4 separate regions of the Mus musculus genome follow, and regions 2, 3 and 4 are each linked to region 1. Evidence: chromatin contacts called from public HiChIP or PLAC-seq and promoter capture Hi-C data. All regions are on one chromosome and are shown on one strand. Each heading gives the region's core, a stretch centred on a gene start, on an enhancer-like site or on the middle of the called end of the contact. The rest is flanking DNA. Distances are from core to core; before and after follow the strand shown. Region 1 holds the start of Slc47a1 (solute carrier family 47, member 1). Region 2 holds the start of Epn2 (epsin 2). Region 3 has its middle 23 kb from the start of Aldh3a1. Region 4 holds the start of Tnfrsf13b (tumor necrosis factor receptor superfamily, member 13b).

Evidence for each region. Promoter capture Hi-C pulls out the DNA fragments that hold promoters and counts their contacts. HiChIP or PLAC-seq counts read pairs in DNA pulled down with a chosen protein or histone mark. Capture Hi-C pulls out chosen DNA fragments and counts their contacts.
Region 2: a contact with region 1 is called in a promoter capture Hi-C map of adipose tissue. The contact joins the promoter of Epn2 here to the promoter of Slc47a1 in region 1. A contact is called at or near these places in 4 of 39 promoter capture datasets (the C10 cell line, the HPC-7 cell line, cranial neural crest and 1 more) and 3 of 9 other capture datasets (adipose tissue, liver and pancreatic islet).
Region 3: a contact with region 1 is called in an H3K4me3 HiChIP or PLAC-seq map of embryonic basal ganglia, with 2.4 times the contacts expected there. The contact joins the enhancer-like site here to the promoter of Slc47a1 in region 1. A contact is called at or near these places in 6 of 39 promoter capture datasets (the C10 cell line, the SN4741 cell line, cranial neural crest and 2 more), 4 of 15 datasets of contacts at CTCF or cohesin (CD8 T cells, the NIH/3T3 cell line, large pre-B cells and 1 more), 50 of 484 Hi-C or Micro-C datasets (the 3T3-L1 cell line, 3T3-L1-derived adipocytes, the AML12 cell line and 31 more), 4 of 115 datasets of contacts at active chromatin or transcription factors (embryonic basal ganglia, fibro-adipogenic progenitors, hepatocytes and 1 more) and 3 of 9 other capture datasets (adipose tissue, embryonic stem cells and liver).
Region 4: a contact with region 1 is called in a promoter capture Hi-C map of neutrophils, with 3 times the contacts expected there. The contact joins the promoter of Tnfrsf13b here to the promoter of Slc47a1 in region 1. A contact is called at or near these places in 22 of 39 promoter capture datasets (the 3T3-L1 cell line, 3T3-L1-derived adipocytes, the HPC-7 cell line and 14 more), 8 of 484 Hi-C or Micro-C datasets (the AML12 cell line, CD4 T cells, the G1E-ER4 cell line and 4 more), 3 of 115 datasets of contacts at active chromatin or transcription factors (T-cell acute lymphoblastic leukemia, embryonic basal ganglia and embryonic stem cells) and 2 of 9 other capture datasets (adipose tissue and liver).

What each region holds. Positions count from the first base shown.
Region 1 is chr11:61,376,684-61,379,550 of GRCm38.p6, reverse strand. It overlaps Slc47a1 (solute carrier family 47, member 1), which reads left to right and starts at 1,476. Exons shown (of 17, transcript NM_026183.5): 1 at 1,476-1,638. The coding sequence starts at 1,504.
Region 2 is chr11:61,578,358-61,581,227 of GRCm38.p6, reverse strand. Epn2 (epsin 2) reads left to right here and starts at 1,541. Exons shown (of 11, transcript NM_001252188.2): 1 at 1,541-1,661.
Region 3 is chr11:61,230,132-61,232,831 of GRCm38.p6, reverse strand. It overlaps a transcript of Aldh3a2 not described here. Among named protein-coding and RNA genes, the nearest start is that of Aldh3a1, 23 kb to the right of the region's middle. Within about 2 kb of position 1,336, at least 49 of the 459 cell types and tissues checked have an H3K27ac peak or open chromatin away from gene starts, as enhancers often do. A contact at or near this core is called in cerebellum and embryonic basal ganglia, where this site is marked.
Region 4 is chr11:61,125,362-61,128,061 of GRCm38.p6, reverse strand. It overlaps Tnfrsf13b (tumor necrosis factor receptor superfamily, member 13b), which reads right to left and starts at 1,307. Exons shown (of 5, transcript NM_021349.3): 1 at 1,247-1,307.

The DNA.
Region 1 (2,867 bases), core at 227-2,726:
TCCCAGTTAAATGCTTTCCTTCATAAGAGTTGCCTTGGTCGTGGTATCTCTTCACAGCAATAAACACTGACTAAGACAGTCTGTTCTTTTTATGGTGCTGGAACCTAGGACCTCTCATATATTAGATAAGTATTCTACTCCCAGGGATACAACAATCTTTTTTAAACCTGTAGATTCCCCGTGGCTGTAGCTCAGAGGTAGGACTTTTGCTCAGTGTGTGTGTGAAGCTGGGCATGGGTTCCATCCCTAAATACTTAAATACCAACCCCCAAATCCTGACTCCAGAGTCCCTGGTTATCTGAGGGTATGGGTTGAATATGAACTGTCGCCTCTCACAGACTCTTATGCTGAGGTCTTCCTCCACCTGGTGGTCTCACTTTGGAAGGCTCTGGAAACTAGGTTAGCTGCAGAGAGCGAATCACACAGGCATGTCCTTGAAGAGCATTTTGTCTCTCTGTATCCTGGCTGTCACAAGGCAAGAAAACACTCCTCTCTATCCTTTCTTGGACATGGATGGAGACCTCTGAAACCACGGGCCAGAATCAATCCCTCTCCCCTTCAGTTGCTTTTGGGATATTTTGTCACAGCAGTGTGAAACTAACAGTGAGCAGAAACATTTGTTATTCAAGACCAGTTGCCACAGAAGGGACTTTAGCCTCTCTCACAGGAGTCACCTTTGACTTGGAGCTAACATCTGTGAGTCAGTCCTCCTGTGCAGGGCTGCAAGTGGGTGGGACTGTGGAAACGCATCTTGAGTTTACAGATGAGGAGAGTAGGGTCCTGGTGACAAGCCTGCATTTTTCCAGGCTGCAGGTGTCCCTTGAACCTGTATATTCTTGCCACAGTATCTCCTGTTTCTGACCATCCAAGACCAGCGAACACTTCTGTGTTACCCGGACAATGTGGCTTGCTTTTCCCCCTGGTAGGTGTTATGTACTTTAATGGAACAATGAGAGAGAGAGAGAGAGAGAGAGAGAGAGAGAGAGAGAGAGAGAGAGAGAGAGAGAGAGAGAGAGAGAGAGATTATAGAAACCTATAGCAAAGTGTGTGTTGAGCTGACCACAAGCTGCACAGCAGAGACCTTGAACACCCACTACTGCCAGATCCAATATTTGCTGGCCACAGCGGAACCACGATCGGACCTTTGGCTGACCGTAGTGGGATCATGTCTCAGGACTCTAAGTCCTTCCACACCCTAATTTCTCAAGTGCCCTCTGCTCCCTTGCAACGACAGCGACAGCGACTGGAAGGTCCTTGCCTCAGCGCGCTCTTTCCTTTTGCTTCCAGCACTTTTGCAAACTTTTCTGTTCCTACATTAGGGTGCTGGCTAGCCTTTGGAGATGCGCAGGCCTTGGGGTTGCAAGGGCAAGGGGTGAGTCCAAGGTTGCAGATCCTCGGCTGGCGCTGGGCGGGTTTAGGGGAGGCGGCCGAGGGCGGGGACTGGAGTCTTCCAGGCCTGTGGGTCCTCGTGCGGCTTCCGAGCCCTGACACCACGGAGGCCACATGGAACGCACGGAGGAGTCCGCTCCCGGGCCGGGAGGCGCGGACGCTGCGTCCGAGCGCCGTGGGCTACGCTGCCTGCTGCTGCCCGGCTTCCTAGAGGAGCTGCGGGCACTCTTGGTCCTGGCGGGTCCTGCGGTGAGTCAGGTGGCCTCGGCTGCAGGCCGGTCCCCGAGGACTGGGGGCCCAGTTACCTAAATTTCAGGGTCTGACTTGGCGGGGTTGGGGACCCGAAGAGCCTGCAGCGGGCCACAGCTATGGGGATGTGCAGAGCCTAGTGACTCTTGGCGTGCGCCCTGAAGCCAGGGGTTCCTGAAAATAAAAGCACTCAGACCTGTCTCTCTCCAGGCAGAGGCATGAAACAGGAAGGTAAACTGTCACCTTAGAATTAGGCTTTCAAAACTATTTGGAATCTAGAGCCAATGTCTGACGCAGAAGCATCCTGTGTCAGCTCCTCTTCCACTAAGCGCTGCGCTCAAAATCTGAGGTTTTAATGAGGTTCCCTTTGGGTAGGAAGTGCTTTTATTAGTGGGGTCGATTTTACTCATTAGACTAGGTCTCTCTCAATCTCGGCTTTTAGAAGCAACGTGGGAAAAAAACAAAAACAAAAAAACCCCCCAAACCACAGAACCACATCACACACGTGCTGCCTTCTGTTCTCTGTCAGTTTGGGGGTTTTCAGTCCTCAAGGGTGAGAAAGCCACTTCTCTGACACACTCTGTGTGTCTGAGTGAATAAACATTTGGCCAAGAGGCAGACATTCAAGCACCTGGGAGCCCCTGAGCCCCGGCATGTGTGCCCTCTTGACACACACGATAGGGCATAGAGAAGCAAGATCAAAGCCCAGGGTGAAGCCATCAGCTACAGGTCCAGGAGAGGCATAGGAGCTCACAGCCCTCTGCGGTGCTCAGTCTCCAGACTTGAAGTTCAGTTCCTGTGTGGATCTTCCCAAGCATGTTAGGGAACAGCCCACGGACTCAGAACAGCTCCGTTCTCCTTTCTATGAAGTCTATGAGCCGTCAGCTTTGCCGTAACTTAGTCTCACTGAGTTGCTGCCAGAAAAGCTTCCTAAGAATCAGGTGTGGTGTGGTAGCCGTGGCCTGGAATCTCTGTGCTTGGGAGACTGGGGCAGAAAGGTGACTAGAGTGACTTACTGTTCCAAGCCATCCTGGGCTACAGCATGAGCTCCTGCTTCAGAAACCCAAAGAGGAAAAATAGCAGCAGCAGCAGCATTTGGAGCTCATGCCCTCTTCTAGTCACGTGATCCCCAGTTCTAGGCTAATAGAGGGGAACTGGCTACTTTTCCTACATGGGAACATGAATGTATACATGTATGTCATTGGTTTCTCACCAACACAATGCATACC
Region 2 (2,870 bases), core at 292-2,791, 200 kb before region 1:
ACCCAGGTGCCTTTTCTTTCTTGTGAATTTGTGAGTTCTTTATAGGAAAAATGTACTTGTGGTTCTGAGAAGTACAATGACCTGCAAACTCTCCTTCAGTGAGCAAAGGCAGAATGAAATTTTTGGGCATAGATTGGTTACAGAAATTGTCTTAGGGTTTGCATTGCTGTGAAGAGACACCATGACTAAGGCAACTCTTTTTTTTTTTTTTTTAAGATTTATTGATTTATTCTATTTAAGTATACTGTAGTTGTCTTCAGACACACCAGAAGAGGACACCGGATCTCATTACAGATGGTTGTGAGCCACCATGTGGTTGCTGGGATTTGAACTCAGGACCTTCAGAAGAACAGTCAGTGCTCTTAACCGCTAAGCCATCTTTCTAGCCTGGCAACTGTTATAAAAACAACATTTAATTGAAGCTGGCTTACAGGTTCAGAGGTTCAGTCCATTACCAACATGGCAGGAAGCAGGGCACAGTCCAGGCAGGCACACTGCTTGAGGAGCTGAGAGTTTTACATCTTAAATTGAAGGCCAACAGAAGAGTGTCTTCCAGGCAGCTAGGAGTCTCAAAGCCCACTCCCACAGTGACACACTTCTTCTAACAAGGCCACACCCACCCCAACAAGGCCTATTCTCCTAATAGTGCCATTCCCTGGGCCAAGCATATTCAAACAACTGAAATAGTTCCCTGTACTCTCCCCTTGAGCCCTGATTCATGTCCTAGACCCTGTTATGAGGGCTCTCTGCTAGCAGTTTTGGGGTCTAGCCTTCAGTTCTGACCCTTCTGAGATCCTCTCTTGGGGAAAGAGGGAAAGGACTCTCCTTACCTTCTTGTATAAGGCTCTGCTCTCATCTCTGGCCTGCCTCTGTGTGCTGTAGCTTGGCATGTGGCCGGCCCTACATTGCTTTGTTGGGTGCATAAGAGTGAGACTGCAGGCTTGCAGTTGGGGTTGCTAAATCCCAGTATCCTGATGAATCATGGGAGACTCGAGCGGCCGAGGGTTCAACCACTTGGGCTGCCAAAGTTCTGGACTCAACCTTTTTATTGAAATGCACACACAGAAAAGTATACAAATCTGAAATATGCATAAGTGAATCTTCATGAAGTGAACGCACTTGTAGCAAAATAAATCAACCCTGTCTGGCACCTGGCCTCCTTCCTGTCTCTTCATCACAACATTTTTCACGTGCAAGAGGAAATACTAGGAGACCATGGTTCTGATTAGGCTAGGCGGGGTTCTGTGCTTGAGGATTTAAGGGAGGAGCATGGATTGATGGTTAAGGTAGTTATGTATGCCCTGGGGAATTGTTGAGGTAGGGGGGATGTGTTGGACTCTGAGTTAGGGCTTCATAAATTTGTTAGGTTTGTGTAGAAGCAGGAGCTATTTAGAGAAGGCCTTGGGGGCATATGTGGGAGGGGCGGACCGGTTTGGAGGCGGGGCCTAGGAGCGAGGCAGGGCGGAGCCAGTGTGTGTGGGAGGAGCCTCCGCGCTCGGAGGGCGGGGCTCGCGCGCGCGCGCTCGCTGCCGGCGCGCCCCCTCTCGGCCGCCATGTTGGCTGGCGTGTGGGTGTCAAACGCTGCACAGGCTCGGGTCGCTCCCGCTTCTCCCGCGTCGCCGGCGGCTGCAGCCTTGCACTCGCGCTGGCCAGGAACGGAGGTGAGCCGGGACTCGCGGGGCTTGGTGTGGTGGTGGCTCGGGAGTCGGGGCGGGGCGGGGCTGCGCGCAGACCTTCTCTTCCAGTGCGTGGACGCCCCTAAGAGCACCGGCTTCCCCCTCGCCGGCCGGGGCGTGCACCGTGCGGCCAGCCGGACCCCACCCGGCTGGACGGCTCAGCCAGGCCCCGCCCCACCTGAGCCCGCTCGGAGCCGAGAGAGAGGCGACGTCTGCCTCCCGGCTTTGGCTCCTGTCCTCGCCTCACACCTCAGCGACAGAGCCTTCAGTTTGGAACAACCCCGCCCCTCCCCAGAGCGTGCTCGCCCCTCGAACCGGGTCCGAGCCGGCCGGCCCTCCCTCAGGGGACCGGGGGAAGGGGATACTCTTCCCCACGTCTTTCTCGCCCCCGGGACTGGATTCCCCTTCCCGGCCCCCACTCCACAGCACAGCGGGGACGGGGGCGGCGAAGCCAGGCTCCAGCTGCCTTTTGTTCCGCGTGGGATGGCAGAGACCTGGCGGCCCTGTTGGGCGAGTCCGGGTGGGCGAGCCGCGCGTGGGGTCGGCCTCTTCCGGGAGACCCTCGCTCTCCCGTGGGCCGGCTTCGTCGGAGCGCGAGCCGAGCGCGTTGGGAGAGGCAGGCCATTCCTAGAGGAGTCCGGGCCAACAGGTTTTTGTTTGCAACCTGAAGTTGGCCCAGTGGTTTTGCAGGGGGAGCAGATTGTCTGAGCTCCCTAGAAACCCTAGGTCGGCCGGTGTAAGTCTGTTGCTTGGTCTCGGGCCTCAGTCCTTCCCAGCGGCCTCTTCACTTTAGTGCTGCCTTGGGAACGCATTTGAAGTCTATGTTTCAGAAAAGATAGGATTTAGCTATTCTTGTGTTTTTTGACTAGGGGAACTAAGGCCCAAAATGTGTTAGCTTGCCCAAGGTCATCTAGGGATAGGGTGTTTGACACAGCTGGAAGCCCCAACTCTGGGACACTTAAGGATTTCTTCAACGTTTAGGATTCCCCCAAATCGCTTGCCTGCTATTTTTAACATTCATACAAGAAAATGGGCAAGGGAAGATGAGAAAGAAGTGTGAATTCTTCTTTTGCACAGTCAAGAAAATACCCTGTGGAAGAAGGGATTGAAATTGGGTTGAAATGATTGAAAAAGGTGAATTTCTTTGATCCATGTCCCTATTATGTAATATAAGAAAGACTTAACGGGAACTTT
Region 3 (2,700 bases), core at 87-2,586, 150 kb after region 1:
GAACCATCAACACATAAAAACAACTTGGTTTTATAAGCAATAAGGAAAATGCATGTCAGAGCAATTTCTTTACCATTGGGAAAATTGTAGTAAGAGTAAACAAACAGACAAAAATAATAGAAACTGACACTTGTCGGGGTTAAGTCTTGTGTGCTATGAATTCAGAAGCTGGGTTCTGTGGCCCTGTTCAGACTGCAGCCTGGTCTTGGGGCACAGTGTTAGCCTGTCCCTGATTGCTTAATAAAAGGCTGGACCCTATGACTGGGCAGAGAGGACAGGAAGGCAGAACTTAGGATCAAGTGACAGGTCTCGAGAGAGACCACAAGGTAAGAGAAGGAGAGAGAGTTGCGAAGAAGGTCCCCATGACGCAGGATGGACCATGAATGAATGGCTAGGAGAACACATATCAAACAGAGCAAGCAGTTAACACAGGACCTTGCTTGGGGTGTAAGTTAGAATAGCTCAGAACCTGCCCAGTCTAGGATTGTAGCTTGGTATTAGAAATTATTTTCTGTGTCTCTTATTTGGGAGCTAAATGGGAAAGGGTGGGACAGAAAACCTGCAATAAAAATATTTTTACTCTCAGTGCTAGTGAACTTTTGCTGCTGGGTAAGAGTCACTACAGTTTGACATTGAATTTCAAAAGCCGTTAATCAAGAGACTCTGCTTCCAATAGTACACCATAAGGAAATTACCAGATCAGATTTCCCATAAGAATTCAGGGGAGTGTCACGAAGTCCTCATAAGACAGGAAGTACTAGGTACACATCCACACAAGAGTCCCAACCACCTTCTAGATAAAGGAGCTCAGAGGTTGACCAGCCTGAAGCTGGGCAGGAGAGCAGGTCCTCCTGCCCCTCCTTTGAAAAGGAACTTCACCAGAACCCGCACGTTTCTGAACAGGATATTAAAAACTCAAGCTTGGTGGCTTCCAGATGCAGGAGCCAGAAGGCAGAGCCCAAGAGACAGCTTTGTGGTTAGGGAGTTGAAATCTAGAGTGATGTTTAGTTTGTAAAACAACACAACACAAAACAAATCAACATCCCCCAATGAGACCTCTTATCTTATATAATTAAAAAGTAATCAAATGATGTGTACGTGGTCTATGAACAAGGCAGCCTAGCAAGAGGACGTTTCCGTAAGCTACTGGCTGTGGGCTCGGATGCCGGCGTCCTTCTGGAGCTGGTGCATACCTCATTTCCTCAAAATCGGCTAATAAGCGGGACCTTTTTATGATCACTTTCCCCATAAAAATTGTCCTCTGTCTGCCCCTGCTGGTTATAGAGGGAGCAGCATGCTGCTGTTGCATGGTGCTTTTTTTCCCCACCCACTTTAGGTCACCCAGCCAGATGCCTGCTCGACCAGATGCACATGGAAGGCTCAGAACAACGCATTATTTAACCAGTCTCAGTCTGGGATCAGGGAGAATAATTAAGAGGGGGTAAGGGAGGGAGGAAGCCAGACAGTAAGGAGGGTTGGGTCCTGGATCCACTGGAGCAGTGAAGGAGTGGACAGCAGAATCCAAAGACACAGTTCCAGAGGAGATGAAGAGATAAGCAAAACAAGAGATAAAGAGACATCACACCCTTCCCATCGTGCCACGCCCAATTCCAAAAAAAAAAAAAAAATGCTCCAGGGGTGTTTGTACGCAGGAGACCTGGGTGGTTCCCTTTCTTTCCCTTCACCAGAGATGGTCTCCAACCTGTGCACTAAATAATAAATCTCAGTTGGCAGAGTGCTTACATGGAAGCAGAAGCCGAGGTTCAGTCCCCAGCACTGCATCAATAAGGCCTGGTGGTACTGAAAGAAAGATGAAATTTCAAGATCTGTAAGTCATATAAACTACTCAGAAATTGCTGGTTGTTTGTGAGCCTAGAGGCTGCCTGGGGCTGAGAAAAAAGAAAAACAAACCCGGGTATGCCCCTTAGTTAAAACATTCCCGGGAACAGCTTAACCTTAAAGATAAAGGGGAATGTGAAGACATAGCAGGGCTATCTAAACTGAGTCAACAACTCACAGAACTCTGACACCCTGCACGTACATGTAATTTTTCTGCTGATGTTTGAATAAGCCAATAGTGTGTTGCTATGCTGAATTCCATACCCCTAAGCCCCTTACCCCATAAAAACCCCTAGCTTTCGAGCCTTGTGGCCGACATCTGTTATCTCCTGTGTGGGATGCATGTCAGTCCGGAAGCTCCGTAATTAAATGACCTCATGTAATTACATCAAGGCGATCTGTTCTGTTCGTGATTCTTGGGTGCACCCCGGATCAGGAATTGAGTGGGGGTTTCCCCACTTGGTCTGGCAGTACATCCATCCCCGTGAGTCTAGCCACTGGGAGACAGGAGAGGAGCTGAAGCTCAAGGCCACCCTTGGCTACAAAGTGAGTTTGAAGCCAGCTTGGGATACAGACGAGCTTGTCTCAAAGGCAACAAAATAACCACAACATAGTAAATCTAACAACTAAAACCACTCTGCAAGAGGGAAGGGAAGAGGTCTTATTGTCACTGTGATTGTTGCCACCAGACATGGCCTTCTGGCTCCACGGCCGCATTTATGATTTTATCTGTTAATCCCATCAAGGGAGAATAAAATCACTACCACAATTTTTGAGCTAAATTTGAAGTAAGATTTTTTTCTTTTTTCTTTTTTTTTTAATTAGGTATTTTCTTCATTTACATTTCCAATGCTATCCCAA
Region 4 (2,700 bases), core at 58-2,557, 250 kb after region 1:
ATATTAAAATAATTATTTTAAATGTTAAATTATTTAAAATACTGAAATAAGGTAGAGGATTTTTTTCTAACTTCCCAGAACCTTTGAATGTCACTTTTCAAGAGGGTCTGAAGGGTTGACTGCAGATTTGCGGTTTGAGGCCCATTTTGTAGGTGAAGAGAAGAGACTTATCCGAGGCCAAGGGCCAGTGTGCAAACTAAGAACAGCAGTGACTTGAACTCTCCACCTGTCTGGGCTCTCACTGAAGCACTGGAAAGCTAATGTGGGTTCCAGAACATTCTTCCCTGATTCCTAACTGCTGGTCCCAGGTCCTCTGACATTTCCTTTTGGGTCAAGATGGCTCCTGACCATCACCTCTTGCGATTCTCTGTGAAACTCATTCGCATCCTTGGTGGACATGGTTGCTGGACAGAGATGGAAATCCTAGCAAAGGCCTGCCTGAGTCTAGCTTGGGTAGGGGGATGGGTCGAGAGCTGCTGTGAGTGGTGGGTCCTGATGACTTTGCCTTGGAGGAAACTTTTTTTTTTTTTTTTTGGTTTTTCGAGACAGGGTTTCTCTGTGTAGCCCTGGCTATCCTGGAACTTACTTTGTAGACCAGGCTGGCCTCGAACTCAGAAATACAGAAATCCGCCTGTCTCTGCCTCCCGAATGCTGGGATTAAAGGCGTTCGCCACCACCGCCCAGCTTGGAGGAAACTCTTTAAGGAAACTCTTTAACACTATAGGATAAACAGCTCTGATTCATCAGCAAAAATCAGCAAGAAAAATAAGAAGGCAGATGGGGATAGGTAGAGTCTGAAATACAGAACCCACTTTTCTCCTGAGGGCCATGAAGGTCTGATTTGAATCTGCCCACCGAGGACACACATCATCAGCACTTCGCGCTCAACACCTGTGCTCGTAGGCGCGTCACGATATTAAGAGTTCTTAGAAATTCACAGCAGTTAAGTGCGGGCAGAGATCTAAATGCTGCATCTCGAGGCATCCAAAATTTACCAGATTCACTTCAAACTAATCCAGGGGCACAAGGAAACAAATCTGGAGCACGTGGATAGAAAAAAGAAGGTTCCTGCCTGTTTGGCTGACCCCACTGGCAGGCAAGACCTGACCCCCGGAGGCCTCTTCCGTGTGCAGGACTGAAGCTGTCCCAAAGCTGAGTAGCCTTAGCTTGTGCCGTGGTGGCACTGCTAGATCTCCAGCCCCCGGAGCACCCTCTTGGCCCTCACCCACCACGGCTGGCTACTCACCACGCTCCTGCGCCAACAGCTCCAGCCTCCTGCCTGCCCTGGCCTACACCACTCATTACTCAGGGCGTTTATTATTAGCCTGAGATTTTGTTAGGCCTAGGCCACACTTCCTGGGTTTTCCCCTTCGACCTGGGGATGTAAATAAGCCACCCTGCTGACCTGCGCCTGCGCTTTAGTCCAGGGAGGACAGGTAAGCGACCTGTCGCTTTTGGCTTAGCAGTGAGGGCTTAGCCTGGTTGTATTAATGACAGGGCTTTGACACTTCTAGATCTTCTCTGGCCCGGCTCCTGCGCCTGGTTCCTGTCCACTGCCCACTGCCCACTCTCCAGGCTAGGATGTCCAAACAGCTCTTGTCCTCCCCACATAGCCTTCCCTCCTCTTGGACCATTACATCCTGTGCTGCTGCCTGGTCAGTTCTTGCTGTCTCTTTTTCAATGATCAGTTGAGATGTCACCTCTCCCACGAAGCCATCTGTGATTGCTCCCAGGACGTTAGGTGTTACGTGCAGTCCCTGTAGATCTGGGTTTTGCTTCAGGGTCTGATACCTTGGTAAGGACTTGTATATAAATTGTCTCGTACCTCCATGCCCTCATTTGAAAAGTGGGCCCTTGAGTCATTGTGAGAATGACATGAGTTCACACAGTCACTTGTTCTTTGTCTGGCTTTTAGTTCCTTTGACACAGGTGTCACTATGTTGTCTGTCTCAAGAGCCTCCTGTCTCAGACTCCAGAGGGCTGGGATTTCAGGTGTGCTCCTCAACGCCTGGCCACCACAGGCCCCTTCTTATAGCAAGTTCTCAGCACACAGTGACTGAGAACTCCATGTCCAATATATGACATGAAGAATCAATGCTACAGCATCAACTTCATTGCTTAGACTCCCTGGTCTTCAGAATCCTGCAGGGATAAGAAAGTCTAACAACTGCACTCCCAAGTTCACTGTAGTACTGTTCACAGTAGCCCAGATACAGAGGCAATCTGCATGTCTTCAGTGGATGTGTGTGGACAATGGGATTCTCTTCATTCTCAAAAGAGAAGGAAATCCTGCCATTTGTATGAACACGGATGGAACTGGAGAACTTTATGTATAAAAATGGAAGTCTGGCTGGATGTGGTGGCACACGCCGTTAATCCCAGCATTTGAGAGACAGAGGCCGGCAGCCTCCTGAGTTCTCTGCTAGCCTGGTCTACAGAGCTAGTTCCAGGACAGCCTGGGCTACAGAAAAAAACATTGCCTCAAACAAACAAACAAACAAACAAACAAACAAAAGAAAAAGAAGTCATGGCCTAGAGCGAAGGCCCAGCAGGTACGTGCACTGACGCTGCCCTACAGAGAACCTGGGTACAGCTCCCAGCACCCACAGGATAGCTCACAAACATCTGTAACTTGGGTTCCAGGGGATCCAATACCCTCTTCCAGTCTCCAGGGACCCCCAGACATAAGTGTGATGCACA